Linked DNA regions of Triticum aestivum: region 1 is linked to region 2. The links are chromatin contacts, called in public Hi-C maps. All regions are on one chromosome and are shown on one strand. The core of a region is the stretch at or near the end of the contact, and the rest is flanking DNA. Distances in the headings are between cores, read along the strand shown. Region 1 has its middle 5.5 kb from the start of LOC123045301. Region 2 holds the start of LOC123045297 (splicing factor-like protein 1).

Region 1 (2,700 bases), core at 121-2,620, 610 kb after region 2:
CAGACTGGTCACACTGTTTGTTGATCGTTAAGTTGGACGGAGGGCCCACCCGTCAGCATGGTCATCGCTCTCGGACCTTCTTCTCTTTGAGGGCATTACATCAAACACCTCAGGTGCATAGGCATAGGTGGTGGTCGGACGATAGGGAAGGCCGTCGGAGCATCATGGGGTGGCCAACGCAACCGCACGAAGAGCAGCGAGACGACGACGAAGTGGCCTTGTCCTGTTAGCTGGTGCGTCGATGCGTTACCACCTCGCCGTGGATTGGGTGGGGCAACGGGAGGGTGGGCATGGCCATGCGGGGCAGCGGCGACCGGGAGGGGTGGGATGGCTGCATGTCCTCGTCTCCACCTTCCACCAGCAGGAGATGGTGAGTGTCAGCACCGGCCGGAGCAGCTCGGGTCCTGGCGCCGCCGTCTCGGCAAATGTCGGATTTCGGGTTCCACAAACCCTTGAGAGGTTCGAACTCTGGGGTGCGTGCGGAGAACTCAACCTCCCCAGTCTGCCTACTCACCAATCTCACAGCCTAGCGCGTCGAGCTCGAAGGAAAGGGGACACATCAGTTTACCCATGTTCGGGCCACCTTGTGGTGCAAAACCCAAACTCCTGCTTTGTGGTGGATTTGCCTCGTGGGGCTGAGGACAAACTAGTACAGTGGCGAACAACCTCAGGAGGTGTGTTCTTGAGCTCAAATAAGCTGGTGTGGGTGGAATGGATGCGGTCGACTTGATCTCTCGTCTCCATGGTGGCTAGGTCCTATTTATAGTGGCCTTGGTCCTCTTTCCAAACGAATCCGGGAAGGGATCCCACAACGGCCAAATTTGAAGAGAGACAACTAGTACATCTTATCTGACTAAAGTGGTCTTCGCCTGCAAAAGCCTCTGGTCGTGACGCCATGGTGGGCTCGGTGATGACCTCCGTCCTGTCGTCCTGGCGGTCTTGGTCTTGCTACACGAGAATGGAAACCTTTGGCCGCTTCCTCGGGACTCCGTGCCTGCTGCTTGTCTCCTTTGCACCGAAGAGGAAACTGATACACTACGCCCGCTGGCCCCCGTCTGGCCTCGATCGGCATGACTCACGTCACTCGAACCTCACGAGGTGAGCCTTGCATAGAAATCTCCGCTCCTCGGGAGGCAGCCTGAGGAGGCTGATCCCTTTGGAGGTCTTGGTGTCGTCCGCCTCGCGAGGCTTGGCCCCTCGCGAGGGTCTTGAGTTGTCGATGTCGAAGCTGGGTCGTACCAGACCGTCGATGGAGCCACGCCGCGGGCCGCAGGCAGACAAGTCTGGATACCCCCGTATCCACAACGCCGACAACAACCCACAGGAGCAACACAAGTGGTGGGTGGCCTCGTGCCTGTCGCTGGAGGAAAGTTGACAACAAAAAATAGTAGAGTATGCGCTGACGGCATGCTGCGGCGGCGGCAACCCATGGCAGCTGGTGCATGCGTCATATAGTGTCATGTGGATGTGACCAACGGGGCCGGGTATGTTAGCACTGAATTAATTTGCCCTAAATCGGTCATTAGTATTTATTGAAAGAATTAGTAAGAAAATAGATAGATTTTTGAAGCGCCCAAGAAATGGGGTAGCAAATCCAGAATTGAAAATGTGGTGGCTTTTTAGTGTTCCCGGCGAAATCGATCAAAGCAAAGATCGGTTGGCTGTTACGCGTGCGTGTTGAGAAAGGTATGCATGATTACCATATAGATCAAGTCGATCAAGATGTGCATGAGCACTATAGAGATCAAGTCAATCAAACATGCCACGTACGTGTATTGGTTCGGCTAGCTTAGCGTTGTCTCATCGTCGTTCGTCCATCGGCGCTGGGACTGGGCCAACAAGCTGGACAGAGTTATGGAGGATAACTGAGAGTAGCACGCAAAATCAGACTTTTATGCAGTAGCTTTTGCTGCCTGCGTCATGGTAAAAAGGAGAGAGAAATTAGCAAGTGTAAAGATAAAAAGATTGCACAAGATCCAACAAGTGCATCCAAGTGCTACATGGAGTGTGTGGGTTTGCTTTATGCGGGAGAAAAGGCTGGGAGACATGGAGCATGTCAGGGCAGAGGCAGAGGCAGAGGCTGCCCACCATGTATGCATGCATGTAATGTGAACTCTACCTTAGGTCAGCTTTTTTTGGTCCTTGTGCTCTCCACTCACTAGTAATACTACAAAAAATACTTACTCCAAATCCAAATGATAATGCTACGTACTATCTAATCATCCACCATCAACCATCTATGTGATCCTCGCAAATAAAGACCAACTCCTTTAGGGCAATGATCTATGCATGATGGCAACATCAACCATCTTCAGCAACCCTAGCAGAAGAGAAGGAGAAGCATTGGCTACCATGCCCGCATCATCGACCTCTTAAGCCAAAAAGGAGTTTGCCCACTTCCATCTTGGAGTGTTTACCTCCTTCCCTTTTTCTTTCACCTCACCTTTTGCTTTTGCCTCTTTCAGGGAAATCACTGCTTCAAAGGCACCGCTTTGGGCACATGCACATCAAAATTTCTGTATGGGTTCGTGTGCACGGTGATGTGTTGTCAATGTTTGAGGGGTTCAGGCTGAGCTACTCATGCCATACAAAAGGATCGGGAGTCGCTGACCTTACACTGTCTCAGGCTTTTCGTGTATCTCTCAACCTAGCTAGAACTGTCCATGGGTAGTAGGCAGCATCTGTCAAATATGGCTCGTC
Region 2 (2,700 bases), core at 143-2,642:
CATTTTTTTATTCCCGTGAATCTCACGTGGTCAATATTCTACATGTCCATTGCACGGGCAAGCTTACTAGTTTATTGAAATGGGCCGGCTCATACCGCGTCTATAGGAAATTCCGTCAAAATAGAAGGGCCAACACTTCTCCAACACGAGAGCTATATCTCGCTTCACGCGAGACGGAAGCTGCTCTCGGCTGAACGGAAAAGCTCCTCACGAAGCAACTGGGTCGACCGTTTCCTGTGTCTTTTGCTTCATTGGCTCACTATTTTTTCGCTTGCTATTGTTTCTTTTGTTTCACTTTTTTCTTTTCTTTTTCCCTTTTGTTTCTCTTCGGGTTTGTTTATTTCTTTCTTGTTTTCATGGTTTTCTTTGTTCCCCTTTGTTTCTTTCTCTGCAGTTGTTTCTTTGGTTTTTTTAATATTCTTTTTTCTTTGATTTCTTTTTTGGATTTCATTATTTTTCCGACTTTCTTTGTTTCTTTAGGTTTTCATTCTATATTTTTCGTATACGTCAAGAACATGTTTCTAATACATGATTATCATTTTTCAAATACAAGATTAACATTTTTTAATATAGGGTCAACACTTTTTCTATACGCATTTTTAATATTTTCTAATGCTTGATTAATATTTTCTAAATGCAAGATTAAATATTTTTTGAATACATGGTCAAAAAAATTCTGTATGCATTTTAAATATTTTCAAATGCTTGATTAACATTTTTTCAGATGAAACATTAGTATTTTTTAATACACGATCCACATTTTTTCTATATACATTTAATATTGTTCAAATGCTTGACTAATATTTTTCAAAAACAAGTTTAACATTTTTAAAATATATTATAAGATTAATTTATTTAAATATACATTTAATATATTTTTAATGTTTGATTAACATTTATGAAATACTTTTTAAATATTTTTGAATACATGGTCATTATTTTTGCTATACCCATTTAAAATTTTCAAATACTTGATTAACATTTTTTAAATGCTTTATTACCATTTTTTAAATACATGATCAACTTTTTTCACACAATTTCTATTCAAAAAATCTCCCACGAGAAACATTTTCTTTATACACATTTAACAATTTTCGTATGCTTGGCTAATATTTTTTTAATGTAATTTTTTAGTAATATATTTTTACAATATTTGGAAGTATAAACGAGAGTAAAAATGAAATTTAAAAACGTAAAAAAAGAAAGAAACGAGGTCCTGTCCTCCCGGCCGCCTGGGCCGGCCCATTGATCGCTCCATGACGCGAGGCTTTCCTAGACCTATTATGTATCTGGCCCATGACTTGCCCACATAAAAGAGAGCCCGACTCCTTTTTCCTGTTTCGGCCCAGCACGTGGTCCAGAGAAACCCAATCGAACATAAACCGCCTTTCCCCGAAATCGTATTTCCACGGGACAAATCTCCCACGAGTCATAAAACCGAAATCGCGAGAAGCAAATTCCCCACAGCTTTCCTCCTCCCACAAGACGCCGCAGCCATGGCTTCTGCCGAAACCCTAGCCCGCTCCCCATCTCGCGAGCCCTCGTCCGACCCGCCCCGCGATGCCTCGCGCGACGCCTCCTCCGAGCCCCACCACAACGGCTCGGCCAACGCCGCTGGCGACGGCGACTCGTCCTCCCGCCGCCGCCGCCGCAGCCGATGGGAGCAGTCCAACGACGAATCCGGTGCCAATTCAGGCGGCGAGGGCGGCGCGGGAGGACGGAAGCGGAAGTCGCGCTGGGCCGAGGAGGAGCCCCGCCCGACCATCGCACTTCCGGATTTCATGAAGGACTTCGCCGCCGAGATGGATCCCGAGGTGCACAACCTCAACTCGCGCCTCCTGGAGATTTCGCGCCTGCTGCAGTCGGGGCTCCCCCTCGACGACCGCCCTGAGGGCGCCCGCTCGCCGTCCCCTGAGCCAATATACGATAACCTGGGCATCCGCATCAACACCCGCGAATACCGGGCGAGGGAGCGCCTTAACCGCGAGCGGCAGGAGATCATCTCCCAGCTGATCCGCCGCAATCCCGCCTTCAAGCCCCCGGCTGATTACCGCCCACCCAAGCTCCATAAGAAGCTCTACATCCCCATGAAGGAGTACCCTGGGTACAACTTTATTGGGCTCATTATTGGGCCCCGTGGCAACACACAGAAGCGGATGGAGAAGGAGACGGGGGCCAAGATCGTAATCCGAGGGAAGGGCAGCGTCAAGGAAGGGAAGTTGTTGCAGAAGAGGGACTTGAAGCCAGATCCCAGTGAGAATGAGGATCTTCATGTGCTTGTTGAGGCTGATACCCAAGAAGCGTTGGAGGCTGCTGCAGGCATGGTGGAGAAGCTGCTTACCCCTGTTGACGAAGTGCTAAATGAGCACAAACGGCAGCAGCTGCGGGAGCTTGCAGCCCTGAATGGAACAATCAGGGACGATGAGTTTTGTAGGACTTGCGGGGAGCCGGGTCACCGGCAGTATGCATGCCCGAACAGGACAACAACGTTTAAGAGCGAGGTGCAGTGTAAGATCTGTGGCGATGGTGGCCACCCTACAATTGATTGTCCAGTGAAGGGCACATCTGGCAAGAAAATGGACGACGAGTACCAGAACTTCCTTGCTGAGCTTGGTGGGAGTGCACCTGAGTCCATGAACAAGTCTGGTGGTCCGATGCTGGCTATAACAGGTGGTGGCGGCAGCGGCGCCGGCGGTGGTG

The links. Hi-C and Micro-C count contacts between places; a contact is called where the count stands out from the background.
Region 1: a contact with region 2 is called in a Hi-C map of leaf, with 5 times the contacts expected there. The contact joins the enhancer-like site here to the promoter of LOC123045297 in region 2. A contact is called at or near these places in 3 of 5 Hi-C or Micro-C datasets (all in leaf).

The regions. Positions count from the first base shown.
Region 1 is chr2B:430,305,806-430,308,505 of IWGSC CS RefSeq v2.1, forward strand. No RefSeq gene overlaps it. Among protein-coding and RNA genes, the nearest start is that of LOC123045301, 5.5 kb to the right of the region's middle. Within about 2 kb of position 1,371, at least 1 of the 8 cell types and tissues checked has an H3K27ac peak or open chromatin away from gene starts, as enhancers often do. A contact at or near this core is called in leaf, where this site is marked.
Region 2 is chr2B:429,691,718-429,694,417 of IWGSC CS RefSeq v2.1, forward strand. It overlaps LOC123045297 (splicing factor-like protein 1), which reads left to right and starts at 1,393. Exons shown (of 2, transcript XM_044468300.1): 1 at 1,393-2,700. The coding sequence starts at 1,497.